Linked DNA regions of Mus musculus: regions 2, 3 and 4 are each linked to region 1. A link is a contact called in public Hi-C and HiChIP or PLAC-seq data. All regions are on one chromosome and are shown on one strand. The core of a region is the stretch at or near the end of the contact, and the rest is flanking DNA. Distances in the headings are between cores, read along the strand shown.

Region 1 (7,081 bases), core at 1,314-3,813:
TGCTTACCTCTGATGCCAAGTCTCCAACAACTCTCTTTTTTGTAGGTTCTGAGATTAGTTTACATATTTACTTGAGAAATATTTACGGAAATTAGCGCCTGAAAAATGGTGTGGTATATCATGATCTTAGTGAAAGAAGAAAGAAATAGAAGGAGAAAGTAAGTCTCTTGGCAGTAGAATGTTCTTCATCATCTGGGAACTAAGACTGGAGAACAGCTCTCTTTCTTCTGTCTGAAACTAGCCTTCCCAGTTCTCCCAGTTCTCCCAGTTCTCCCAGTTCTCACAGTTCTCACAGTTCTCACAGTTCTCACACAGTTCTCACAGTTCTCACAGTTCTCACAGTTCTCACAGTTCTCACAGTTCTCCCAGTTCTCCCAGTTCTCCCAGTTCTCACAGTTCTCACAGTTCTCACAGTTCTCACAGTTCTCACAGTTCTCACAGTTCTCACAGTTCTCACAGTCTTCTCTAGGACTTTTCACAATGTTCATGGCATAAAGCCTCCATGATGATGACAGGAGTGCCTGGACCATAAAGAAAGGATAGTATATACAATTAAGCATTTCTACTTCATGAATGAAAAACACACGGAGGTCTTCCATGGCTCTCCTCTTGCCAGTGTCTTTAGTTCGCTGTGGCTATGGAAGCACACACAGGCCTTTAGAAGATCTGACCTAAAGTCCTTTGTGAAAGGCAAACCACACCCATGTTGATCGCATCCTTGAACCAACCGTTGAACACCTCCTTCTACAAATCTCTGCTGCTTCTGTCTCATAACCGATCCCACCCTTTCTGCTTATTATCATTATTATTTTGTATATATTTATTTTATGTGTCTGAGGTTAGTGTTTTGCCTGTATGTATGTGCACCACAAGAACCCTTTTTATGTTTGAGGTTAAAATAAATAGTGTTGAATCCCTTGTAACTTGCTTGATCCATGGTATTAGCTGCCATGTGGGTTCTAGGAACTGAAATCAGGTTCTGCAAAAGCAGCCAATGCTCTTAACACCTGGGCCATCTTTCTAGTCCCTTTTCACAGTATAGTTTGAGCATTTCCACCCCATGTCCTCCTTTAATCTTCCCCGTATCTTTCTACCCCCAAAAAGGTCTTCCTCCTCATGCCATGGTCTCTTTTTATTGTTTTTAATTCATGGAGCCCAATCCTACCTTTAGTCACTGGCTTGCTAGCTGTTGCTGTCCCAGTGCCCTCCCTTCCCGGTCCTAATCATTGTAGCCAGGAACTGAAGTCCTAACACCTTGAATCTCCTCACACAAATGTGCCTCGGCCAGGCTCTCCACATCAAGACTGGGGGTAACATAGTTTCAATTTTTCATCACCTGGTTCTATGGCATTTACAGATAACCTTGCTCCTTTGGATTACTGAATGTCTTCTTTTAAAAAGTTATTTGTTTTATTTTATGTGTATGAGAGTTTTGCCTACATGTGTGTCTGTGCACCACGTGCATGCCTGGTACCTGTAGAGGCCAGAGTTGGGTGTTAGATCTCCTGGAACTGTACTTACTCATGTCTGTGAGCTGCTTGCTATGTATGTGCTGGGAACTGAATCAGATCCTCTGCAAGAACAGCAAGTGCTCTTAACTGTTCAGCCATGTTTCCAGACCCCTGAATTTCTGTTTCTCTGGAAAAAGTGAAGCTTCAATCTTTGTCATTTTATAATAAATGTACACTTATATAAAAATATTCCATATGCTTCTTCCTATGGAAAACTGCCAGTGAGATTTTATTGTCTTAAAACTGCCACAGGTGGCGATTTCTTTTAATCATGCAGATATTCTAGATTTAAAATACATTTAGTCTTGAATACCTAATGCATTCATATAATTTAAGCTATAGTGTATCTCTTTTCATCTTTGCCTTCCAACTCATTTAGACCCCTGGGTCTTTCCTGTCATGGTACACATGTACATTATATATGATCTATAGAAGTGATAAACTGGAAAACACATCATTCCATGTAACTGCTTTTCCTCCAATAACTAACAGAGATGGTTCTGTATTAACCATAAAGGCCAGCTTGGTGCCTTACTCTATGAATATACCATGCTTTATGTAAAGAGCTCTACTTACCAACAATGACGGTATTCAAACAACCATATGATCTTGTGTTCATATCTGTAGACACACAGGCAAACATTCCTGCAGGTTCTAAGTTGTGAGATAAGTCCTTACAAATTCAGCTGTATTTTAAAATCCAGACATTTGTTATGTCGATTGTAAAATTATCATATCTATAGAAATACACCATGCAAATGATTCAAAATAACATCTTCATTTTAACTGGTATTAGCCATGGGTTTTCTGCATTTCCTTTTTTATGATCTGGAAATTATATGTATATGTAGTTTTGTTTTTTATATTCTTCTTTTCTCTCCCTGTTTTCTTTTTCATTTTTCTCCTGTTTTCTTTTTTCTATCCCTCTTTCTTCTTTCCTTTCCTCTTCTTCCAGATTACTTTCCTATTAATGATCAGGTTGAGAGCTATGTAACCACTAGATGGTGGTACAAGCACACAGGGAGAAATATTTTGTAAACAGACTAGGTATTAGTTTTGATTTCCTGCTTAGTTTTTAAATTGCTGTACACTTGGGCCCTCAAATGCCTCCTAAGGGACATCACTGTGGTCGCTGCTTAGTAGTTGAGCCAACATAACACTGATGTTGGGCTTTTATAGCAGCTGCCGTGGACCACTTTATGTTGATGGTGAGACTGTTTTTAGAATGCTCATTGCTTGCACGGATTAACTCTTCAGTAGGCATCTGTTAGGTTTCCTGAGTGATTTTAAGTGCTTGCTTATATTCTTGACTGATTTACAGAACCTACGATGTTGCAGTTGAGACCACTTAGAATTTATAATCTTGCTTTATTTAGTTGACTGAATTTTATGAAGAAATAGTAGTTCCCTAGCGATCTCCTACAATGACAAAAGGCAGCTACTTACTCTGGTTAGCCCGATCCACTGCAGTTCAGAGATTCATACAAACCTGTATCATCCATCATCATCTCAATGTATAAAATGTATTTTTAATATCTTGGAATTTGTGACAAAAGTACTTTTCTATGCGTGCACTGCATAATTTTTGATTTTGGGAAGTATATGTTTTCTCTGTGGGGAATGCATGGAAATCTGGGCTGTGAATGTTTGTATCAGTAAATTCTTCTTAAATCACAGAAGAAAAGAATCCTGTGACATTGAAGGGCATTTGCTTATAGAGCTACATGCTAAGCTTAGCATTTTAAACTCTTGAAAACCAGCTAAATGCAAGGCTGTGTGCTCAGCCCCTCTCCCCCACGCTCCACACCCCACTCTGCAAATGTTCTGTGCAGACAGGGTGTGGATTCCTTCTCCTGTTTGGCGGTGTCTCTATGTGGTTTGTGGGGATGGCTATATGATTCTTTCTTGCTCTGCGACAGCATGTTCCTGTCAATTGTCAAGTGCATGTGTTTTCCTGAGAGGCGCTCTTGCAAGCAAGTTCCCGCTTAAAAGCTTCTATGAGTCATTTCTTTGGGGACCAGTGTTGAGGCATATCACCCCATTTGCATCAGGGTTGCCTGACTTAGTAAAAAAGAAAAAAAGAAAGATTAACATTTTAGCTAAACTATCTGAAAGGTTTGGATAGTAATAAGGCTTTCTTACCACTTAATATGCCCTGGTGAAACTCTATGATCTGCTATGTAGTAACATTGTTAAACTGTTACACCTGGAAGGCTTCATTTAAGACATTTGCTGTCTAACTAAAAGGAGATGGTTTCTTGTTATTCATTCACACATAAGGGAAGGCAAAAATAATCACCGACTTGCATTCAACAAAACACGGAGTTAAGAGAAGCAGTCCCTAAGATGATGAGCCCATTGGCACCCTGCTCCATGAGGTAGAATCTACTGCAGCTGCGTCCTCAGTTTTATTAGGAAAGATAGCCCATTTTGTGATCTACGACGTTTAAATCAATTGAACTGTAGTGAAATCTCTCCCCTGAAATGGCTATTACACAGCTTGCAACCTTTTGTTCAAGAGATTAAGTTTGCATCTCCTCACATTATCTCCTTGTAATTGGAAAACTTTCATTTTGACGCAGAAAATGTGCCAGCGTCCCCGAGAGCCTTGCCACAAGCCAATGCAGAATGCCATCTGGAGGGTCCGTGCCCACATCAGGCGGCAGCCTCCTGTCGGGCAGGATCTGGAACTTTGCAACGAACAACTAATAACATCTTAAGCTCCATTTGTCTAGCTCATGAGTGCTCTTGGCAGAGGTCATAACCAGCAGTGGTTTTCTTGATTTGCTGCATCAAATGTAATTAGGTTAAAGCACTCACTGACAGAGCCTCTGATAATGGCATGAAAGCCTCAGGCTTGAATTTACCCATCCAGTCAAATTTAAGTTTAGAGCAGCAAAGATGTATTAATTTCATCACTGGGACAATGAATATTGGTAAACTTGAAAGGTATTTATTTGGAACAAAGCAGTTTTCCTTCCTTTGGATTTCATACGTCTTTGGTTTCTGTTTTAAAGTTGAATTGAATCAATGCATGTTCTGGTTCCTAGCTTCTGATAAAGTCGCTGATGTCCCCTGCTAGGAGACATAGTCTCATGTGCACACAAACCACACATCTGAACCATTGGTCATACTGTGTAAAATGATAAGATATCTTCAGCGTGTTACTCTGCATAACTGAATTCTGACAGTTGTTATTCATAAAGACAGAAACGACACCGTGGTTGACCTTTTAACCCTTGCCTGTTGAAAAACTCCAGGGTAGCAGAGGTCTCTTCATAAATGAGTCAGGTCGTGGCTGTGAGTAAAACAGAGAACCATTGCTGAGGGTTAAATTTAGGGCAAGCTCGGGCCCAGAGCATGAGACAGACGTTAGCTATTATTAAGGGTATACAAAAAGAGTTTCTGCTCTCTGCTAGAGAAAGAGAGAGCTGGAGTGTGGTCTCAGCCAGAAGGCAGAGGTTCCTGGCATGGCTGCAATGTTAATGATCCTCACAAGGCTTTAAGAATCAGCAGTGGAGTTAGGATGTGACATAAAAGACAGTCTCAGGAGGGCTGAATTTTTCAAACTGACTTCCACATTTCTTCTCCTGTCCCTGTCTCTTAGAAATACTGGCACTACTGGAGCCAGTGGAGGAGCACAACTGAAATCTCTCAGGAACAGCAGTGATTCCCGTTGACTTTGTACCTCATTGGGGGATGGGGTGTTAGTTTGAATGTTTCAGGTGGTTCTCCTTCTGATAAAAGCAATAGGCATGTGTGAGGATGAGGTTAAGTAAGTGTTTATTTGAGGATTTAATATTGCACACGCTGATGGAGTACAGCAATTACCGTGCTGTGATTTTCATATTCATATGTGCCATATTTATTTGTTGTTTACCTCTCTGCATAATGGAAATGCCATGAAAATCTGTTCCTTCTACTGCTTTAATTTTAAATGAAGCTAAATGTTATGTATAATTTTAAGTTACAGATTGCTAATTTCATTCTGTTTTAAATACTCTACACATAAGAAGCTCTTAGGCTCCTGCAGGAGTCCCTGCTTTGAGCAGAATCAAAGCATAATTCTCTCAGTAATTATATAATAGGTAGGTAGTTAATAGATTAAACATGAGCCCGAGACATCATCACATCGACAGTCTATTTCAAACCATATAGTTACCTGTGCTGTTCATATGTATATGACTCTCTGTAAATAGAATGTGTATGCCTTTGTAACTTTCCTGACAAATATAATGTAGTTAAAAGCTTACTGCATCTGTTGTAAAGTATTTGCATCTAGCTTACTTATTAGTAATCTGGTTACAGACTCGGTACTTGGTGAAATGGTTGCGAAAGCTTCAGGAACAACCCAGTTTTCACCTACTTTCACGATAGTATTTTAAAGAGGCTGCCAATGGCAGAATGCAAAGCTAGTTTACCTTATAAAGGAACAAAGCAAGGGAAACATTGAAAAATTAACTCTATAGCTGTTGTGTAGCTTTCTGTCACTAGCCTGAGAATCCCTTCATGTGCTGTATCTCAACTTCTGTTTCCTGGCCCATCCTTTTTTTTCCTCTCCTCAACTCCAGAGCTGTATCTGGAACCTGGTTATATGCCATCCAAGACCTACTAAAATTATTCACTCATTTAATATGCATCACTCTACACTTAGCACATATATATCTATATCTACCTAGATGTCTCTATCAATCTATTTATCTATGTAGATATTTGTTAGAGATATTCATATTTAGATGTCTATATAGAGATATTTAGATAAGGTCTCTCCTGCTGGCTACAGCCTTCATGGGAACAAATCTATGTCACATGTCTATCTCTGTATCACCTCTATATCTATCTATGTATCTATCTATGTTTCTATGTATGTATGTATGTATGTATGTATGTATCCATCCACATAAGGTTCTTCTTGCTGGCTCCAGCCTGTTGGAACAGATCTATATAACATGAGTGGGAACCATGAGTCAATAGTCCTTCAGGGTAGTGTATATTTAAATGTTCCAAAGACAGAAATGGCTGAGAAGGTTCGTTTTTCTGAGAACTCTTAATATAGCCTGCAAATCTCGGAATGTGCCAGTTGTTCAATTTCCATTGTTATTTACAAAAGTGAAGCTTTGAATTAAGGGAACGTGTGCCATCTGCCTACCCCTGTGATAATGCTGGGTTTATTCCCAAGCATATCAACCCCTGGCTTGGCATTTCCACTAACTGAAGCACTTTTCTCATTAGACTGCGTCTGTGTCTACAAAAGGTCATTTTCCTGGTTGTTCATTTGAATATTCCTATCCTCTCTGTCTTCCTTCACTGGACTTGAGGTTTCCTATTCCAAAATGTGGTACCGCATGTACAGGCTATACTCAAGGCACCACTTTTTTTTTTTTTTTTTAGTGATTTAATCAGTCAACTCTTGTATTTATTGATTTTTTATTTACTATTTATATTCAGTGTCTATTTTTCTGTGCACACAAAGGGCATATATAATTCTTTGAGAAGACAATGTGATATCTGTCCCCAATTCAGTCTTAGTTAAAAACAATAGTTGATTGTGGAAGTCTAAAAATAGTCTG
Region 2 (7,081 bases), core at 2,241-4,740, 500 kb after region 1:
GTGCAAGTAATGAATTGATGTGTTTTGATAAGGAATGCATTTCGGTTTTCATCCTCTTGAGTGTTATGGGTCTGGTTTCTATTTTAGGGAGCGAGCAGGAAAAACTTTAAAGTGAGATGAATTGCTCAAATTGTGCAATTTGTTGGTTTTTTTTCTTTTCTTTTCTTTTTTACAATTAGAGAAGAAAGAAGTGCTAAGGCAACGCAATAACTTTCTAAGCACTTTTCTGCTGGTTTAAATTAGTTAAATTATTTTGTATAAATTAGATATAATTCTACTTTTCTGATATGTATAAAAATTGATGAAGCTGCATGGTTTTAAAATAGGAAATCCACGTTATAAAAAGTCATTAAAAATTCTGTACAAAATCACAACAAAATAATTCAGCATGGGAAAGGTCACAGGTAGTAAAATGCTGGTTGAAAAATATATATTTATATATATTTTAATTGGCCCATTACTAGTTTAAAAATTGCATAGATCCTAATTATTGCTTGTGATTTTTTTTATCCCGATCAGATAATTAATACGATCTGAATACAGCTACACGAAATTCGTGGTACACATTTTCTTTTTTACTTTACTGTATTATTATTTTTAAAATAGAAGAGCTATAGAAAACAATACATAAGGTGAACAGGAACTTTGATCCCCTGTTTCTTCCAAAGGCAGTAACGACAATAAATACATATATCACTTGAAGCTTTGAGTATTTGCACTTTGCAGCAATCTTAGCAAAAGGGCTGCCTTCTGTAAACAGGACAGTCACTGTACGCACAGTGGATTCGTTTCCCGGGAATAGTGAAACTGACGTGCCTCTAATCGTGAAAGATGGCATTAAGCTGGGCACTCATGACTCGCTCATGATGCGAATGGCTATCGAAAGACATAATGTTGTCTATGGGGATCTCGCAGCGAGGGGCAGCGGCACCGGAAGAGAAGATTGATCCGTGGCTTTGGGGCCCTGCCAGCGTCGCTGCAGGGTAGTGCATGGTAAAGGCATAATTTTTTTCAAACTCGGCGGATGGTTCGTGTTTGAAAGAGAAGTTGCCATTGATGCTGAGCGGCGGGCTGAGGGGTCCGTCAAAGGAAGGGCTGGTGCAGTCAGTTAGGGGGCTTTCAAAGAAGGGCTCCAGAGCTGCGCTGTAGGCGTGTGGCGGCGGCTTGACGTGGAAGACGTGGGAGCTGTCCATGGTGCCGTAGGGCGGGCTGGGCAGTCCAGGGGACTGGTAGGAGTAGGGATGCACCGGGAAGGAAGCGCTGGCGGTTGGCAGATGCGGGGGCATGTCCGGGTTCTGCTCAGGCAAGAAAGTCCGAGGGTTGAGCTGCAGGCAGCCGGCGACCAAATTGGTAGTGGGCTGGGACAAACCTTTGCAGAGCGTCTGTACGAAGGAGACCAGATCAGGGCTTTTGCCTGAGCGCAGGATCTCTGACAGAGCCCAGATGTAGTTCTTGGCCAAGCGCAGTGTCTCTATTTTAGACAGTTTCTGGGTCTTGGAGTAGCAAGGTACCACCTTGCGCAGGTTGTCCAGCGCCGCGTTCAGCCCGTGCATGCGGTTCCGCTCGCGGGCGTTGGCCTTCATGCGCCTTAATTTAAAACGTTCTAGGCGCGCCTTGGTCATCTTTTTCTTTTTGGGACCCCGTCTCTTGGGCTTTTGATCCTCCTCCTCCTCTTCTTCTTCCTCCTCTTCCTCTAGATCCTCATCTTCCTCCTCCTCCTCTCCCCCGTTTCTCAGAGAGTCCTCCTCTGCATTCATGGCTTCAAGCTCGTCCTCTTTCTTGTCTGCCTCGTGTTCCTCGTCCTGAGAACTGAGACACTCATCTGTCCAGCTTGGGGGACCTTGGGGCTGAGGCTCGCCCATCAGCCCGCTCTCGCTGTATGATTTGGTCATGTTTCCACTTCCTGTATTGAACAGGGAGAGAGGCAAGCAGAAGAAGAAAGGGGGGGAAATCCACCCGCTATATTTAAAAGCTGGATAAGCCTTCAGCTCCCTCTCCCTAATCCTACAGAAATGCACACAAATAGAAATACACAGGAGTCCACTGCAAAATGGATGCCTCCAGGAAAAGTTAAACGCAGTGCTTCATGCTGGCGTGTCTGTACCTCGGTGCTGCGTAGTAGGTACCACTAGGCCTGTCATGAGTGGCTATGGGTGCCTTTCCTAGTGATCAGCTCAACTGTGTGCAGGGCAATTATCTGGCCAGGTGCCCTGTGTGGAAATGCGTACAGAGTGCATGGTTTTCTGACTGTGTCCCAAGTCACTCCCAACTCACAAAAACGATGAGTTTGGAAATGGAATACTCTGAACTCATCTCTGCTCTGGCTTCGCACTACTTAGAGGTTTAAATAAATTGAAAAGCCATTACGTAATTTCCTAGCACTGACCCCAATTTTTAAAGAAGATTATATGGAAGGGAGAGCCAATGCACAGAGGAGGAAAGGTAGTTTCCATCAAATTATTTTCCTATCGACAACACATTTGGCCACAGAAGTGGGCACAAGTCTTCCATCCCTCTCTTGCCTTTCTTTCTTTGCCTCACCACCCCCCCCCCACGCCCCCGCTAAATTCCCACCTTGTACAAAAGCTCTGGCTCCCAGGCGAGGCTCTCCCACGCGCTGGGGATCAGGTGCAAAAGGCTCCTCTCTAATAAACAGCCCATTGAAAGGGCCGCCCGCTCTTTATTGGGGCTTTTCAAAGTTCGCCTCAAACCTCCCTTTAAAAGATGGAGTAATTACAATGGTCAGCGACTGGCAATGGTGAAGGTGCTGCTTCTCATAAGAACTGTAAAAAGCCTTTAGTAAAACAACTGAATGTCTGGCCCCAGCATGGGGACTTGGCCGCCTCTGGGACAGTAACAGGTAGCAGGAAAATTTCCTTCCTTTTCTCCCCCTCTCCCTACATTTCAGCTAAGCTATTTCAGAGTCCAATCGGTTTTCCAGTACTACATTCTCCTGAAATAGATAGTTTCATATGCACGATGAGCCTAAATATCTGTACACCAAATAAAACTATGGGCAGCAGGTGTTTTTGTTTGTTTGTTTTGTTTTGTTTTGTTTTTCTCTTTCTCTCCTTTTCTCCCCTGAATAAGTGAGAACTGGAAGTGGTTGTTTGCTTTGGGGACTTTCAAATAACCGCTTACAAATAATTACAGTTACTCCCCTCCCCAAACATTCTAAAAGCTTCTATACTATTAAAAATTAAATGTAATTAGAAAGCCTGCAGGGGGTACTTGAGTGCTGGGACTCATTACGTGCGAGTACTTGTGGGCAATTACGAGGAGGGACACTGATCTCAAATATAGGGACAACCGACTCCACAAATGTGCGCATGCAAAGTACCAAGGTACAGCTCTTCAATTATTGCTTTTATTCTCGGGAGAGTAAAAAATAGGAATCATAATTACCTGTTGTTAAAAGGTTCTGAATAGTGACGATCTCATAACCCTGGAGCCTCGGGACACCTTGCCTTCTGCGTGGGCGAATTCCTCGTGTCCCGGTGGCGCGGGCGCTAGGGTTATATAGCCGAGTTGCTGATGCTGAGCGCGGGCGGGGCCGTGAGCTGAGCAACGAGCAGGTCCCTGCGCCCCGCAATCGCGCACGCGTCCAGACTGAACGACTCCCGCCCTCATTCACCCCTCCCCAGAACTTTCCTCCCGCCCCCTTCCACCACCACTCCCCTCACCCCCACAGTACCTCCGCCCCTGCTCCTTCCTCCCCGGCATGCGCCATATGGTCTTCCCGGTCCAGCCAAGAGCCGGGAACCACGTGACCTGCCTATTTGTATGCCGCGGAGCGCTCCATTCCGGCCCCTTTGTGGCCAGAAGAAAGTGGCCCATCTGTCGCCAGTTAGAGACTCCGCGGACCTGTTTTTACCCGCAGGAGAGATTAACCCTTTGTGGCAGCAGAAGACAGAGGACATGTGGGGGGGGGGGGGGTTGCGGGAGGCGAGCTGGAAAGGTAAAGAAAGATCACTGAGTCTATGTCCTAGCCTGAAGACTGCTTTAGCGCAGAGAGGTAGACAGAGGTGAACCACTCACAATCCCAGATACTGAGGTGCACTGAAGGGTCCTTCCCTTGACAATGGTCTCCGGTGGTGCAGTTTGACTTTGTTCTCTCTGGAGAGGCCCATCTCTTAGCTTCTACCTCTTAGCAGAGGCTTTGCTTATTGCCACCAAAGGGTGGCTGGCTTCTAATCTCCATCACCTCTCTAGGCAAACATTTATTTCATATAAAAACGACCTCATCTGGAAACACAGCCTTGACTCAACCTTCCTGACTAGAGCATCTTCTAGAATCCTTTGCAAGTCAGCTTCCATACCCTACACTTGAACACTCCAAATGTAAACCTAACGGTCACCTGCTCCTACCCCAGAGACTTCACTAAGAGTCTTCAACTCTAAACCCTAGAATTTTGTGTCTAAAGCTAGTTTTTGCCAGCAGACCTTGGCTCCGTTGGTTTTCAGATGCTCCTGGAGTAATGAATGACCTCAGCTAGCTCATCTAGGGAATGCTAAGATTAAACAACCCCGCACCAGAGGTGGGAATTTCATCTCTGACACAGACCATAATTCAATCACAGCCTTCCTTGAGCCCCTAGTGCTCAATCTCTGGGGCCTTGGTCAGAAGAAGCTCAAAGAGAAGCTGCAATAAAACTCTATTCAATGTGCTGTTTCCCTTTCTGGGGACTCTGTGTTTTGAGTCAAGCAAAGTCTATTGTGGAATAGCCTTATCTATTCTTAAATAAGGAGTCTTTATTTTCTCCATCTGAAGGAGGAATCTTTCAGATGGATGATCCTCCGTCCTTCTAGCCCAAGAAAAGTGACAGAGGAGGAGGAGGAATGGTTGGCCTCCTTTCTCTTTCCAGTTCCTCTTCTAACTCTTCATTAAGTTCTTACCCTCTTCAACCCCTTTGCAATGAATGCATCCTACTTGAATTGCTTATGTAAAGGCAATTGCCCTTGAGTTTGCAAACAGTGTCAGGGTTGAGTGGCTGGAATGGGGTACATCTGGGAAAGGGGAGGGGGAGAGGGTTCTAAGGAGATCCTGGGCATTTGCAAGATATTGAAAGTAACCTTCCAGACCCGGAACGAATCTAAAAAGAAAAGCAAGGCATTGTGGGAGTTCTTTGGTGGCCTAAAACATGGCACCAATCATTCTGGGATTCTAGAGATAAACTGCCTGGAGTTTTTCTTTTTCTTTGTTCTGTCAACTGGCTGAGAGCAGAGCAAGCAAGGAGCATTGTCTTTTTTTTTGGGGGGGGGGGTTGTTTTTTTGTTTTGTTTTTGTTTTTTTTCATTTACTCTGGGTGTTGCGTTTAAATACCTGGATCCGCAGAAAAATCTTGAAGGTTAAGCACAGTAGAGGCAGATTTTATTGGGACAGCCCTTCTATGAAGAGTTGGCATATCCTCATTCAGTGAAATGTAACTCGGATTCTGGCTCTCACCTCTCCATTTTAGGGGATGCTACAGGAGAGTTATTGGGGAGCGGTGGAAGTTATGGCTCAGGGGATCTGACTAACGGACCAGGGAGTTTTGAAAAGAAAAGCTACACCTGGATATTCCCGGAACTTGAAGTAAGATCTCTCTTTCCTGAATGTTCATGCTTTGCTGCATTCTAATGTGGCCTTGATTCCAAGTCGGAGTTACAAACACCAAGGCTCCCAGCAAGTGTCCTCCGAGCTCCGGGGAAGCAGTGGGTGCCTAATAAGGATGGGGGGTTAAGTATTTTTGCTTTGTGAAAGTATGTGTGTGTTGCGGGAAGGCGCAAGACTGCGGGACGGGGGGCGGGGGGCGGCCGCACCTGAACTGCACCCAGCTGGAATGCAGAGCGCTCGGTGGAGTCCGGCGCTGGGGCCCATGACCCTGGCCGGCTGCCTTGTTCTTATGCGCTGGTGGGTCTGCTGGGACAGTGGCTATTTCCCAGTTATCTCCGCTTGCCTGACCGGTGACCGCACTCCCCCAACTTTGGCCCCACCAGCCTCCCTAGGCAGCCGGGCGGCACGCGAGCTGCACGCGCAGGCAACAAAAGCCGCTTTTCATGACTCAGTGCCCTCGAGCAATGCCCTAAATCTGCCACCCCGCCGGGCCCTAGTCCCCAGCGCCGCACTGGACCCGACGCGGGTCCGTTACAGCCTCAGCCCTGGAGCCAGGGAAGCAGAGGCCTAAGGGAAGAATAGGGGAGGAGAGAGGACAGAGCAGTATGGCCTGGCTGTGGGGCAGGGGCGCATTCACAGAGCTAAGATAAAGAGCTGGGTCATGGCCTGCAGCGTCCCGGGTGGTGACCTGTTTTTCTCAGAAACAGATGCTTACTTTCCGTGAAAGGACCCAGTGTGTCTGTAGCTGCCTCACCGACTCGGATCGGCTCCCAAGCCTCTTCCTACAGACCCTGGAGTTAGGTAGCCCGACCTGGGCATGTTCACACCCTCCCCCAGGAGCCCACTGTTACCCAGCATAGTTCTTGGATACCTTGGGGTGCAGTGGATCGCTAGAGCCAGCAGCTGAGAACTAATGCCCCCTCTTAGGCGAGGGTAACTGCAAGGCCCTTAGAAGGCAAGGTTCTGACAAGACTACTGGGGTGGCTATGGCTTTCCTTCTCTGCCTCTCGGGAGGCGGTTGAACTCTCGGGTCCTGGCTAGAAGCTGGAATTGCCCGACTAGACAGGCAGGCGACAGGAGAGAGCCAGGAGCAAAAGAGACGCTATTAAAATGCCTCGCTATCGCCCGGAGCGCAAAACCCGTTCTCCCCAAATCTCCTGGGCTTGCGGCATAATCTTAATTAAGATAATTGATTCATATTGCACCTGCGAGAACGAAAAAAATTGATTCCAACCCCCAACTCCACAAATTGCTCAAAGCTATTGGATGGAGGATGGCGAGGCTGTGATTTGGGGAGTGATTTAGTGCAGGGCTTCCCCAGCTTGGCCTGCCCGGGCCCTTTTATTTATTATTTACGTTCTCTAGATCCCGCTGGGGCCTTAGTGGCTCCCCTCCTGGCGCCCACAGACCTCGAGAGAATACACCTCCGCCTCCCTGTCAGAATTAAGGGGCTTCCTTTAAATCCGTTCAGCATTCAGAATCAAC
Region 3 (7,081 bases), core at 2,952-5,451, 470 kb after region 1:
TTGATGAATGCACTGGGAAATAAAGATGAAGAGACAGGCAGGTGTAGATCCTTGCAATCTCATGCTGTGTTATCCCATTCCCTACTATTCAGTGGGTTTTCAAAGAAATAAATGTGGTCCCATTAGGCAAAGTGCAACCCAAGGAGGCAAACTCACTCACTCTGACCAAGAAATGTTCACTTTAATGCAGGTTATATTGGAGATCTCCTTAAGAATATTTTTATAAAGAATTCTGGTTCTTAAAGTGGAGAAAGACGATCCTCCTATAGGGGACGAGTCGATACTTAGCAGTGCTCATCATAGTTCAAGGCACTGGGTAAAACTGAAGTTCACGAGGCAGCAATCCACCATAAACATGGTCATGCACTAAACCTTCTCCTTGTGGCTGGTACATGCTGGAGCGAAGGGTAAACCAAACAGATAATCTGGCTGTCTTCCTTCCTCCATCCAGAACTGGACTTCATCATTCTTTATTTTCACCGTGCACCGAAGCAATGTCCTCCTTAAACCTGCCTACAGATTGTTGGCCTTGAATACAAGACAGGGAGCTGAGGGAAGTGACTTCTAACCTCCTCCCCTGAAGGATTGGTGGAAGAAATGAGTCGGGCTAAGGCAAAGGCCAAAGATCCTGACTAATGTCTTCATCTCTAAACTCAGGCCTGCTCTGTCAATACGCCCTTTGGAGCCTAGGCATAGTATCTCCAGCGGACTTACTACCAGTTCCAACAGTTCTTTCTGGACCCACATCTTATCTGATCTTTGGAAATGAAGAAACCCCTCTTATCCATCAGCATCTATCTGAAACTGTGCATAGTCCTGACCCCAATATACAAGCACTGTAAAATAATACCAGGTGATTGATCAAATATCAATGATAGCTACAACATGACTTTCAGGCAAGTAGTTATGCACTGTGGATATACTTGACAGCTGGCTATACTGTCTGAGAAGCATATGTAGTCACAACAGACAAGACTCCTTGGAACATAGACCTGAGAGATGGCAAACATCCATATTGCAGCCATAGGTGGGCACAACTGGAATGAAATTAAAGCCAAAGCCATTAACACAGCAGAGGTATGGAAGGTGAGAGTTTTCAATAAGGATTCCACAGGCCATCATTATCGAGTGGGCTTGGAATAGATATACTGTGGATCAATTTAAAATTAAAACGAAAATAATGGTAGAACTTTATATTTTCTACTGAATTAACCTTGAGTTTCTTGTCATCAGGCCACTGTTACTTTTGAAATATCCTGGTACATTCCTGACTGATGCTCATCAGTTTCAACCCCAGGCAACAGCTTTTCATTTCTGTTCTTCATTTAAGCCTCCAAACCAAACTGTCTTTCCAACTCCCATCATAAATTTGGTGAGGTTACCTGCCTCCTCCAAATTCACATCCAATTGGAAAATAACCATATTGGAAAATTATCAGCCATTGTAATTCAGCAGGGAGATTACCCTAGACTTAGGGTTTCTCTTGACCACAGTGGCCACTGACCTTATAAGAAGGAACAAGAACACATGGAGACAATGTGAGTCCATGTGAACATACGGAGTTATATAACCACAAGCCAAGAAATACCAAGAAACACTAAGTCTAAAAACATGAGGGAGGGCCTTCAGAGAGACGTGGAAACTGAACTCAGGATCTCACACATCCAAGACAATGCTCTACCACTGAGCTACACCCCAGGCCCTCAGCTAACACCTTGCTATCTAACAATGCTGCAAACCCTTATGAAATACCATTGTACTCAATTTTTTTTCTCCCCCTAAATTTTTGGAACTTAAACAGCTAATTGAGCCTTTATGATATTTCCCCTATCATGAACAGATCACTTTCTTTTGACTGCACTGAAATCCCAGTGGATCTTTAGATCATCTCACAACATACTGGTCACTTCATATCTGATGCCTGCCTGCCTGCCTGCCTGCCTGCCTGCCTGGACAGTGTCAGCCTTTGGAGGCCTGTCTTTAGGTGTCAGACAAAGTTGCTAGTCCATGTAGTCCTTGTGTGTTGCCTCTTCAAAACATTCAGTGACACACCTGAGCACTAAGGACAGAAGCTGACAAGGGAACAACTGCTCACGGGATTAATATCTTCCCTAACAAGACCAAATGCACTAAACTGAAAATATCCCTTCATTTAAAGAAAAAAAAAAGGCCAAAACTCATTGCTGGTGTATTTAAGCTTCCCACCTCAGCCTGAAGACACTCACATGAACCTCATCTTTTTAGAAGATAACACAACTCTCCCTCTAAGTCAACCTTGAACCCAATAAGGGAACTGCATTCAGAGTCACTTACCCTGTCAAGAAGACCACCAACTAATCCCAGTCGCAGCAGTAATGGCCTCCATAAAATACATCAGTGTCTTCCCTCATCATCCTCAAGATGAACAAGTTAGGGAAGATCATGGAGTGTTTTGTTTCTCAATGAAACTGCTACTATACTCAGAATTTTAAAATGTAGTGCTCTGATAACAGCTCATATACACCATGAAATAACGTCCAGAGAACTCATGACCCCAGCTCCACCCTGGGAAGTTAGGCACCTGTCAAGCAACAGCAGCCATGGCTTCCTCTACCACACATTTCAACACAACGTTCTCCTACCTGTGGTGGTCTCTCCTCTGCTCTGGACCCCACATTACTTAGTCCTCACCACCCGTATCTATGATAATGCAACATCATAGTGCTTAGCTCATACCATCACCTAATGACTACTCTCTACCCACTGGACTTAGTAATGTGCCTCTTGGGCTCTTCTACAAATACATGTGCCAGGTTTCTGAGGCTCCTGGTTTAAATATCAGGTGTTAATTGCAAAGAAAACTAGTGTGCTCTGTATGAAGAGAAAGAAAACCAAGGGTCTTAGGGCAAAATTAAACACTTGCAAAGTTTGGAGTAATAAAACTGTCATGAGAGCTTTTCAAATTCTATTACCAGGAGTGCTAATTAAACCTCCTTTTCCTCAGTCACCACTCACTACAAAACAGGATTTCTTTCCTCTTGTCACTATTTGTCTTTGTGCTGTAGCAGTGACCTACAAGGGAGGGTGGGGTGCAGTATTGTTGCACTGCAGTCTCTAAAAGCTTGTAGCTTAAATTGGTTCCTTGGGCTAATCGAGATTCTAGTTACATTTATATTCCCCAACTCAGGCTGATTTACAGGTTAAAAGAAAGATCCCACATCCCTGCACCTTGCTTGTAATATTAAAGAATCTAAAGAATCGGGAAATACTTCTTCACCTTGGGCTTTCAAAGGCCGTGAAAACATTTTGCTTAAAGCCCAAAGTAGCTTTGCTTGAGTGAACAGCACTGCACATGTGGCTCAGGTGGAATTCACACTCCTCACTAATTCTGGTCCCTGACTGGATGGTTTCATTTAGTTAGACGTTTGGACAAGAAACTTTCAAACAATGACTTTTCCATTCTATGACAGACTGTGGCACAAGGAGTATTTTTTCCCTCTGAAGGTGGGGGGAATCAGCTGTTTTTAATTTCATAAACTCGTAGCTAATTAAAACCAGACTGTGAACCACATTCTACTGTTCTCCAAGACAGGTCTAACTGAAGCCGACCTGAAATATTTCTACTGCAAATTGCAGCATCGCATTTTCTTGTTTAAAAAAAAAAAAAGAAAAAGAAAAAAAGAAAAAAGACTTTAAGTCAATAGAAGGTAAGTTTAAGTAAAGCACAAATCTGTGGTGTGATATTCTATAGAAATTCATTAAAAATCGGGTTTCAAAACTTGTTCCCGATGGAAGGGGAACTGCAACTTCCTGGTTTGCAATCACAACCCCTACAGGAGGCTGGGGGCGGAGGGTCAGAGGGGTGTCGGTGGCGGCAGAAGGGCGTGGCGGCAGCAGGGTGTGGGGGGCGTGGGAAGGTAGGGGGCCGCCACTCACCAGCCGGGAGCTCGGGCTGGATGCGTCGCCACCGCAGGGCCCGCTCGCCCAACGCCACATCGCAGCTTTCCCTCCGGATCTCGAAGATGCCACGCAGCAAAACCCGCTCGGGTTCAGCAGCTGCCTTTGGGTTCTCCGGAGGCGCCTCCTCCAGGGCGCCCACCCGGCTCCTGCGTCTCCCCCGGAACATGGTGACGCGGTGCTGGGCCGAATTGGGGAGCCACCAGAAATCTTCGTGGGAAGGAAGTGTGGCTACAGCCACTGCCTGGGCCTTGTCCCACGCTGCCAAGGCAACCAAAAGCTCCTGAAGGAAGGCGGGGCGGAAGGGAGGAGCCCCGGGAGCTTTCTCTTTTGCCCCCAGAGAGGGCCACTGTCCTCTCTGGACCATGCTGCTAGTATGAATTTTCCTGGCTGAGCTCCGGGAGTTTGCCAGGCATCCCCCAAATTGGATTGCTTAGGCATCACCTAGTCTCTTGTTAAATGAAGTGCAGGTTCTTGTCAGATAAATCTAAAGAGAATCCAAAATTCTGAGTTGTGGCACAAGCCTTCAGTTCCAGCACTCAGGAGGCAGAGGCAGGTGAAGTTGAGTTCCAGACCAGCCAGCGCTAAATAGTGCGTTCTACAGCCGTCGGGAGCACGTGTAAGACACTGTCCAAAAATAATAAAAAATAAATAAATAAATAAATAAATAAATAAATAAAAAAAAATAAAATTGAACAGTAAGAATCTGCTTACTGGGTGACTGCAGAAGTTGCTGGCCAAGAGACACAAAGGAGTTTCAGTGCGCAAGGCTCTGTCTATCTTCTCAGGGGTGTCCTCTGAGATTCCCCCAAGGAGCTACATTACCTGTGTGACTACATCTGTTTGACTGCCCAGGAGTAAGAGTAAACCCCTGATTTGCATAGACAAATGTACACCTCACAAAGTTGATATTACCTTCAATCACCTCCATAGTGTAGTGTATGGATCCCTTAGCTCTACCTGGATGCGACAGCTGCAAACTGCAAAGAGCAGAGCTTACTCACCCAAACTTGACCATCATGCAAAAGGAGGCCTCCAGAGCTCACCGTTAACTTCCTCCTGGTAGGAGGGGCAGTTCTCCCGCTGTGATTGCACAATAGAGTGGCCCGGGGAGGGCGGTTGCTGTTTAATCCAGTTGTCCTGGCCACATTTCAAAACGATCAATTTGCAATCTCCAGGGATGGAATCCAGGTTCCAGAAATACTTCCCTCTGAAAGTCTAGGATTTAGGCTGAGAATTGCAATCAGAAAACAAGAGCCTAGTGTTTTTGCAGACTAGGCAAGTAAAGAGGTTTTGTGAAGTCCTTATATGAGGGGGTGGTCAGGCATTGAAGGGTGATTTAAAACTGGGGTTTCTGTACTATTACTTAAGGATTCCATCCATCTTCCACTAAGTCTCTCATAGGCAGCCACTGGTAGGTAAGAGCTGTGCCAGTTCCAGGAAGAGTTCACTTCTAGAGTTAACATCCTGAGTTCACAGCTGTCTGGCAGACTCAAGCTCCCTGGCATTTTAAAAACTTGCTGAGAGCCAAGGCAAACAGGCCAAGGCAATGGCTACTTCTTAGGACCTTTACAAAGGGGCAGGTTGCCATTTGTCAAGCTTCAGGAAGACCAGGAGTTGCAAACATTGGCTTTGTCTTGCCATGAAGATGGAAACAATAGGGCCCATGCTCCCACACTTTCTCTCTGATGAGTTGTCTCCTTCAGGGCTTCTAATGTGTTAAGTGCCACCAGATCCAGGTTCTTAGGATCTATTACACACACACACACACACACACACACACATACTCTCTCTCTCTCTCTCTCTCTCTCTCTCTCTCTCTCTCTCTCTCTCTCTCTCTCTCCCTCTCCCCCCCCTACCTTTAGTGGCTGGGATTCCAGAGGTGATGTCATCAACTCCAGAACTGTCCTGAATTTCTGATATTAATGTTCCAGTTGGCTACATTTCACCTTCGTCTACCTGACCAGTAACCTCAGATATATATCAGGAGATATATATATATATCAGGATTTTTCACCACAAATACATTCTTTCCTCTGGAAGGTCCTTAATCAATGTCTGATGAGAACCTCACACATCTCCCATTCAGCTCATTCCGAATCCCATGCATTCCACCTCCATAGCTCCGTCCTGTCAATCTGCCCTCATCTGTGCACCGGCATACACAAAGCCAAGAAGCACACAAAACAGTTGCAATGGACAAACCTGTAACTTCAGCATGCAGGCAGAGAAGCAAAGGAGGGAGGGTCAAGTGTTTTCCTTGGCCACACAATGAGTTTAAGACCAGCTAGAGCTACATGAGCCTCTGTCTAAATAAAATGAAAATGAAGGTGTCGGTACAGCTACCATTTTTCTTGGGGAAAACTCATTCCTTGACCCTTCCAGCTTCTATAGCTATTCTGTTTCTGGGCTCTGCCTTTTCTTTCATCTTTCAAGTCTGTCCGTGGTTTCCTATGCTTTCTGTTTCTGTTCATGGATCGCCTTTCTTTGTCTGACTTTACTCTTGTCTCTCCTTCTTACAAAGAAATGTGTGATCTCATGAGGATTGCCTCAATAATCCTTAGCTCAATTCTACTAACAGAGTCAATTTTACTATACGAAATAATCTATTCACAGGTTCTGGGGATTGAGTTGCACCTAGCTGTAGGCTGTTGTTAATACTCTCCTTTGTTTTTCTTTAAAGAAGTTGCTGTTTATATACTTCTTTGTGTATTGTCTTGGTTCCTTGCTGAACGTACTTAGTAGGAACACAGTATAAGAAGTCCGCAGAAGGTTACTTTTTTGCTTTTTCTAGGGTGTAGTTTCCTTCCTTGTGTTGGGGTTTTCCATCTATTATCCTTTGTAAGACTGGATTTGTGGAAAGACATTGTGTAAATTTGGTTTTGTCATGGAATATCTTGGTTTCTCCATCCATGGTAATTGAAAGTTTTGCTGGGTATAGTAGCCTGGGCTGGCACTTCTGTTCTCTTAGGGTCTGTATGAGATCTGCCCAGGATCTTCTAGTTTTTATAGTCTCTAGTGAGAAGTCTGGTGTAAGGGACTGAAGGATCTGAGGGGATTTTCAGCTCCATGGGGGGAGCAACAGTGTCAACTGGCCAGACACTCCCCCCACCCCCGGAGCTCCGGGGACTGGATGAACAACAAA
Region 4 (7,081 bases), core at 1,397-3,896, 350 kb after region 1:
AGAAGCCTATGAACCTCCTCTTTCCTTGCTATAAAATAGTAGAAATTATGTCTTCTCTATTGGATTTTAAATTTTTTAAAATGCACTTATTACAAGTGATTAGCTCAAAACCTGATACCTTTGAAGGTTCAATGAAAGGTGCTACTGTTTTTAGAATCGTATACATTCCAGTGCAAAGCAGTAGGCACCAGTACCTTTGCATCATTTTGAAAAGTTACAAACTATTTCTATGAGGCTAATGATAACTTATTTGGGGGATGTGCAAATGAGAGCTCATCTAATTAAGTTTTCAGAGCCACGGTGAAAGCTTTTGACTGTGTTTTGAGTAAGTTATTCTGTGTCAGACAAAAATACAACATCTCTGCATGTAGGTGTCTTCTCTCCTTTCTCAGTAACCGTCTGCAAATTGGGGCCATATGTTGTATGCCTTCTTCTGGCTGTAACTCTGCTGGCACTAATGGTATTATGTGTCCCAGATCTAGAAGCCTGTTTTATGTAAATGCATCTACTCCGTAAGGAACATGAATTTCTGAAGCCTGCAATAATAAACCACTCGGGTTTGACAAGCAGTGCTGATTCCCACTCACTCCTGGTTCCATTAGGCTGAGGCCTCCTTCTATGTGTCCAACCTCCTGGGACAGTGAACCAACCAGAATTCCCACAGAAACATAACAGTGAGCAAACACGTTATCATAATCACAAGAATAATAGGTATTAGGCAACAAGAAGGAATCTGCAATCAGACCTTTCATATGGATCAGGAAATAAATGACCTTACTCTTCAATGCTTCATGTTTCTAGAATTAGTGATAAAAATCTCCTCTGACTGCTTTCATAACATTTAGGACTACTTTTAACTTCATGTAACAAGAATTTTACTAATCCTGACTTACAGAAATATATATGTGGCATAATATTTGCATGGAAATGGTAGTTGCGGGTCTGTTATACAGCCAGAAATCCTGCATATATGGTTGTCTTTTATGTTCTTTTGGTTTTTTTATTTTTGATTATAATATTTTAGTGCTAACATTCCCATAAAGGAAGTGGATGCAAGAACAAGAGTGTGTTTGTTTGCTTTGTGTGTGTGTGTGTGTGTGTGTGTGTGTGTGTGTGTGTGTGTGTTTTCTTTTGAAAGCTTTTCAGAAAAAAATCTCCCTTCTCATGCTTACTCTAACTTGACATTCCCCCGAGTCTGTCACTGCGCAGGGAGAATGGAGTCTTTGTGGTCATGTTAGCCATCAGGCTTCATTCCCCAAAGCTGAACTCAATGCTCATCTTCTGCAACATCAAAGAAATGCTGCCCACTGCCTGAGTAATCTGGGGTTCTGGTAGCATCAAGTGGGGAACTCTGAGTAGACAGTAAGTTGTGAATGGTACCTGGCACCATGCATTTAACTCTTCAACAGGCTAATCTAATACAACTGTCCTTTGTAAAATCAAAGCCTGACTGACCTCCCGAAGCAGGCGAAGAATGAAGTTCATGCTTCGATACTAACGTCCACTCACTTCCGGGCCAGCTTCCTAATCCAAGTTCCTTTTCATTTCTCTCCTTGAACTTTTATTCAACAAAGTCAGATGATAGTAAAGAAAAAGAAAAGAAGATGAAATTCAACTTTGGACTGGAGGCCAGTTGCTGAAGGCTTCTCTTTTGTCAGATAATTCTGCTGTGTGTCTTTGAGCATTAAGCTGTGCTAACCATTCACATTTTATTTTGCTGCGTTGTCTTTTCCCCCCTTGTTTATTTCTTTCCTTATTTCTTTCCTTCCTTCCTTCCTGCCTGCCTTCTTTCCTTCCTTTTTTGTCCCTACCATTCTGATCAAAACTAAGTAATCTTCAGAGACCAAATTTATTGCACCAAGAAAGAATATATTGACAATACTAAGGTTTTGTGAATGTCTTGTAAAATCCAGTCATGTTCACTGAGAGAAAATGTAGAACCTGGTGTAACAGCTTTCTCGTTTCCTCATTCACTTATTAAGTTATGGTTCCATGTGTGCACAGTACTTGGGCTTGTGTCAGTTATGTGGACTCTAAGCAGCTTTGTAAATTTCAAGCCTGCATTATGCATGTTTTCATGAAGAATGAACTGTAAGTCCCAGGGAAGCCGCTGGTTCAGTCATGCCACCCGTCCAGATGTGCAGCTGGCTCTCCTTCATGGTATGTAGGACGCTGGCTGGTGTCTTTTCAATGGCTTCTTGTTAAAGAAGATGTATAGAAAGGTGTACTTTTAAGAATCATGGAGTTGGGATTGTGGTAATTGTGCAAAATAGCTTAAAATGGAAACTAAACCGGGAGTCTTGCTGACAACAGGAGCCTGGTGCCGCTCTGATCGGCTGCTGTCTCAGAAGCTGGCTGCGGATGCCACGCTGCCACCTTCTGTTGCCTGTCAAAGTGCCAACTTCTTTCCCAAAGGTGTTCAGTGACTAATGCTTTGGTTCCAAGCCAGAATATTTTATAAATGTCTATTTCTAAGCAGCTCTTGTACAAGTCTTAATTAAACTTTAATGTCAAGCTGAAGTTTACTTTTAGAGTACCTTGAAAGTCCCTTCGGTCGTAACTGGATGATAGAACGGTAGGGAAAAGGCAGCGTGGCTCTCTTCTCACCATTTAACAATCGCTGCCAAGGAGAAGCCTGCTGACTAAGTCCAAAGGCTCACAACATGAGCAAACCACACCACCTCCTTCGTGCTGGGGTAGCTCATGACCACTCCGTCAAGTACCTCCAGGATGAGATGGTAGCCAGGGTCTAGAATGAGTACTTTGTTATTTATTATTCATTTGTTGCACAGCTTCTCAAATCCAAGGCTCAGAAAAGAGAATTGGTTCACATAGGGTATCCTTTATTTCTCTCTCTTCTTTTCTACAGGGTGCTACAGGGGAGGTTAAAGGCTTGGGGCTGGATTACTTTTTCTACTTCTACTTGGATTCTAAGGGAAAAGCCTGTAGCCTCTGCCAGCTGAGATTAAGGACCCTCTGTTGATGTCAGAATGGATCCAGGCATGTCGATGCATACCTGTAATTACAGCACGCCAGAGCATGGGATGGAATTACAAGTACAAGGCCTGCCTGGCCTACATATAGCATGACTCTAGTCCACAAAAACCAGACAACACAAAACAAAAACCAACAGCAAAGATAATGGATTTTAGTTGTCTAGTAATACCACATGTTGCTTGTTAATTTGAAAGTTTTCATCAGTCATGTGGGCTGTATAGCAGGAGCCACCCCAATGGTTTTTATAACGTGACAGTTTCAATTTCTTGGAAAAAATGCACTCAGTCTCAGTTGCTCATCTGTACCAGTAGTGCAAAAGCGAGAATGGCTAGACTCAATAAAACTTTATTTATAAAAACAAAGGAATGATTTACGTTCAGACAGGAGTTTCCAGATGCCTACTCTGTTGGCCTGCCTGCGTTTCCTGTGGCATCCACTTAGTACAGCATTTTTTTTCTAGGTTAAAACACACCCTCTTATAGTATAATTTGTTATTTACTTTGCATAATGTATAATCTTGTATTTAAAAAATGTTTTTACAAGATAAATAGAAATACAGGGAGAAAAGATAGGAGGAATGCAAAGGGATATATACACAGAACAAGTATATGTGTGTATTCAATGTGAGACTATTATAGTTCTACATGGGAAATGACTGAAATCCTACTTACCACTGACTGGGCAAAGAAGAAGACAAGTGGCTAACTAGGGTGGAGCACAGACTTAAGTGACAAGCAATTTGCAAACACCGATTGAAACTAATTTCACAAAGTTTAAATAAAAGAAACTACATTCAAAATCGCAGCTACCAAGGATTACATCTAATTACATTTGTATGAGATTCCACACTGGCTAAAACTCGAGTGTGGGTTCCAGGAGTCAGTGGTCATTTAGGGGGGCCCCGGTGAATTGTTCATGTATACAGTGTCTTTCCTTGGTTGGCACACCAGTCTCTGACATGTATTCAGTTAACCACAGTTAATAAGTTGCATCTTAGGATGCTTGCTTCCTTCTATACAAACAGCTTTGAAATGGGAAACGATTTGAATAACAGGAGCAAATCTTTAAGTAGTAAGTTTAGTTTCTTAGAAATGTACTTAGGGTTTTAAATGAAGAAAGAGGACTCTAAGCTACAACTCTGTTTATCCACTCTGGTGTTCAGAAGAATAAATAATTTTGGAAAGTAACTTTTCCTTTCCACTACTGATTTTGCCTTAGTTAAGAGCATCGTTTATGTGGTCATTTCAGGAGCCTTGCTACTGTTGACATTTTTGGATGTGGACTAAGGTGGAAATCACATGACTACATAGTGTTGGACATTGAGTTTCTTAATGAGCGATTTGAAATTTTTGTATCATTGAGGACAGGCAAGCATGCTCTCTAGCTGAAATTTTACAGAATAGATATTGAAAATATTATGAAAATTTCATAAGCCTTTAAAAATGAATAATGTAGCCAATATTTTGGGGGCACTTTACTTGCCTCTTGAATGTAGCCCAGCCATTTTAATCTGATACTCACTTAAAACAACAACAACAACAACAACAACAACAATAACAACAACAAAAAACCCACAGAACTGTATTTGTTGGTTCTGAAAAAAACTCTGCTATCCATAGTCCAGCCTCTTGCTTCCATGAACATTTAGACTAGTGGTGAGAGACAACCGTGATTTGATATTGTACAATGTGCTTCTCAGTGTTTCCTGAGAGTTAGTGCTATTACGCTGAGTCTTAAGATCAAGTACAAGCTATGCTGGTGCATAATGAGGAGATGATGCTCAGGTTGGAGGCGAGCTTAAAGGAAATCAGAAAGCATCTTGTGTTTGGCAGCTATTTGAATGTAGATGCAGCTAAAACAAAGGGATGCCCTGTGCAGTGGGAGGTGAAACAAGGGTGGACCCTTGAGTGTCCCAGTGTCATGCTGAGAAGCAGGGACTCTTCTGTCACAGTCACTGCCATGGGCATTGCTTCATTGGCACTGTTGGCACATGGCAGAGTAAGGGGAGAGAATGAATGTAAAACAGAAATCAGAGGCACAATCCATGTAGACTCCAAAGTGGTCAGACTGTATTTTCAAAAAGATCTCGAGGAGTAGCAAACCTGAATATCATATGAATAGAAAAGTGAACAGCAATGCTTTTCCTACCCCTGGCAAAAGTAGGTGCTCACCTCCTCTTCAAGGGCTCGTCATTCAAAGTTGTTTCCAGTGTATATCTAATAGTTATTTCCAGTTGTTTGGAAATGGGTCTTCTATCTTTTTGGGGGAGGTGGGTAAATGAACTTTAACAACATGCTTTGTGATGAAACAACATAGTGGCCGACTCACTGCCTGGGACCCTCAGTTTTGCTCAGTGATTATGCATCTCTAAGCATGACTTTAAATCAGAGATCTTAATGTGTTCTTACGTATCCTTTTACACATCCTGTTGTTAGACAGTCTCCACCTGGTTCCTTTGGCACACGTCCTGCTCCAGTTTGAATTAATTAATCCATTTTTTTTCTAATTTTGGAATTACTAGATGACTCTGGGGAAAGCTTAGAAAATCAAAACATACAGTAACTGAAAGTTATGAGGGTTTGTTGTTTTTCCTGCCTGGAGAAGACGACACTGTGCACCACAGAGATGAGCACAGGGCTTAAAGGTTTGGATTATTCTAGCTCTGTACGTTTCAGCATTTTCATTATGCTCCAAGTTCCTCATATTCTAGGGATTTCATGGGATGCGCTTGATCCAAAACTTCACTGAAGAGTCATTTTACCATTATTACAGATTGGGTGGCCAAGGCCTAGCCAAACTCATTGAAATTCTATCCCTAAAGGCAGGATGCTTTTCTAAGGCCTGTATGTCTCCAGATCTCTAGTGACCTGCATATTGTAGTTGCCAGGACGTTGAAGCATTTCTGTGGTTTAGCCTCTAACTTGAACTAGGTCTTGTCAGAGGCAACCTACTCGAAGAATTCAGTCTCCTTCAAACAAATCTCTGTGCCACCACCTGTAGGCCAGAGGAGTTCTATCGTTTACTTTAAATAAACTCCCCCATGTTGTCCTCATTCTCTCTTTTCCTCAGTTTCCCTTCTAATCTTTTGGCTTGAGTAGCATCTAGTTCAATATCTTTTCAAAGATGAAATAAAAATTGTGCAAAATAATGAGGAAAATGTAAGTCAAGCAAGAGGGCATTAAAACAAAAGACCATTTTATAATAACTAATTAAAAATCAAACAGGTAATAGCATCAAACTTTTATTTGGGGAAAGCTTTTTGAACATGTCTGAAATATGAGAAATTGAAACTTTAAATCTGTTTGTATGAGGTCATCCCATGGTTGTTATTCTAAGTTTATAGTTTATATTTATGAATATTTTATATGTGGATGGAGAATTTTTACTTCCATTCCTTAATTTTTAGGCCATATGAAAATAAAACCTATCTTGCTGTTGGGAGCATGAAGACCATAATGCTAAACGTGTCCTTGTTCAACGCTGGCGATGATGCTTACGAAACCACTCTGAATGTCCAACTCCCCACAGGCCTTTATTTCATTAAGATCTTAGACCTGGTAAGTTCTAGAAACTACAGTGGTAGGAGGCACTCAAGATTAAAGACAAATGTAAATGCCATAGCTACTCCACTCATTTAGTATAGACAACTGAAGTTTTCCTCTTAATGTCTAGACATCACTCAATCTCCCATTATTTTGAGATGTTCTTCCTGCCCTTGAGACACAAGTTTGTTGGGATCTAAGGGGAAAGGTGTCTGCTTCCTTCCTTCCAGTTTTAGGAGAGGATTCTTTGAGTGCCACAAATTCTTCCCTGTTTTTAAGATGCTGATGATGCTCATCTCAGAGCAATAGTCTTCCTTCGTGCTAAGCTAAGTACCCAGAATTCCTGCACCACACTTTAAGCCATGGTTCTCAGCCTTCATCCTGTACTCCAGAACTATTAATCTTCCTCCGGGTTGAAATCCTGCTTTTCAAGCCAGGTCCTGGAGTAGACATGTATCTGTGTGTACTCCATGCATGTGTTTATGGCACTCATTATTAAATTATTCAGTGAGTTGTTAGAAGGCTTGAGTCACAAAGAGGAG

The links. Hi-C and Micro-C count contacts between places; a contact is called where the count stands out from the background. HiChIP or PLAC-seq counts read pairs in DNA pulled down with a chosen protein or histone mark.
Region 2: a contact with region 1 is called in an H3K4me3 HiChIP or PLAC-seq map of forebrain, with 8 times the contacts expected there. The contact joins the promoter of Neurod1 here to the enhancer-like site in region 1. A contact is called at or near these places in 10 of 39 promoter capture datasets (the 3T3-L1 cell line, 3T3-L1-derived adipocytes, the HPC-7 cell line and 7 more), 10 of 484 Hi-C or Micro-C datasets (bone marrow-derived macrophages, cerebellar granule neurons, cerebellum and 5 more), 12 of 115 datasets of contacts at active chromatin or transcription factors (astrocytes, craniofacial prominence, differentiating embryonic stem cells and 8 more) and 4 of 9 other capture datasets (adipose tissue, embryonic stem cells, liver and 1 more).
Region 3: a Hi-C map of forebrain shows a contact between it and region 1, with 3 times the contacts expected there. The contact joins the promoter of Cerkl here to the enhancer-like site in region 1. A contact is called at or near these places in 3 of 484 Hi-C or Micro-C datasets (bone marrow-derived macrophages, forebrain and nephron progenitors), 2 of 115 datasets of contacts at active chromatin or transcription factors (embryonic hindbrain and stem cell-derived neural progenitor cells) and 2 of 9 other capture datasets (adipose tissue and macrophages).
Region 4: a contact with region 1 is called in a Hi-C map of forebrain, with 2.5 times the contacts expected there. The contact joins two enhancer-like sites. A contact is called at or near these places in 3 of 15 datasets of contacts at CTCF or cohesin (the NIH/3T3 cell line, large pre-B cells and pro-B cells), 4 of 484 Hi-C or Micro-C datasets (Th1 cells, bone marrow-derived macrophages, cerebellar granule neurons and 1 more) and 2 of 115 datasets of contacts at active chromatin or transcription factors (CD8 T cells and memory CD8 T cells).

The regions. Positions count from the first base shown.
Region 1 is chr2:78,957,053-78,964,133 of GRCm38.p6, forward strand. No RefSeq gene overlaps it. Among named protein-coding and RNA genes, the nearest start is that of Gm37004, 12 kb to the right of the region's middle. Within about 2 kb of position 2,564, at least 37 of the 459 cell types and tissues checked have an H3K27ac peak or open chromatin away from gene starts, as enhancers often do. A contact at or near this core is called in cortical neurons, forebrain and neural progenitor cells, where this site is marked.
Region 2 is chr2:79,453,146-79,460,226 of GRCm38.p6, forward strand. Neurod1 (neurogenic differentiation 1) reads right to left here and starts at 3,491. Exons shown (of 2, transcript NM_010894.3): 1 at 3,406-3,491; 2 at 1-1,903. The coding sequence starts at 1,892. The coding sequence ends at 819.
Region 3 is chr2:79,424,787-79,431,867 of GRCm38.p6, forward strand. Cerkl (ceramide kinase-like) reads right to left here and starts at 4,202. Exons shown (of 13, transcript NM_001048176.1): 1 at 3,916-4,202. The coding sequence starts at 4,105.
Region 4 is chr2:79,307,290-79,314,370 of GRCm38.p6, forward strand. It overlaps Itga4 (integrin alpha 4), which reads left to right. Exons shown (of 28, transcript NM_010576.4): 18 at 6,404-6,554. Among named protein-coding and RNA genes, the nearest start is that of Gm22606, 38 kb to the right of the region's middle. Within about 2 kb of position 2,647, at least 13 of the 459 cell types and tissues checked have an H3K27ac peak or open chromatin away from gene starts, as enhancers often do. A contact at or near this core is called in forebrain, where this site is marked.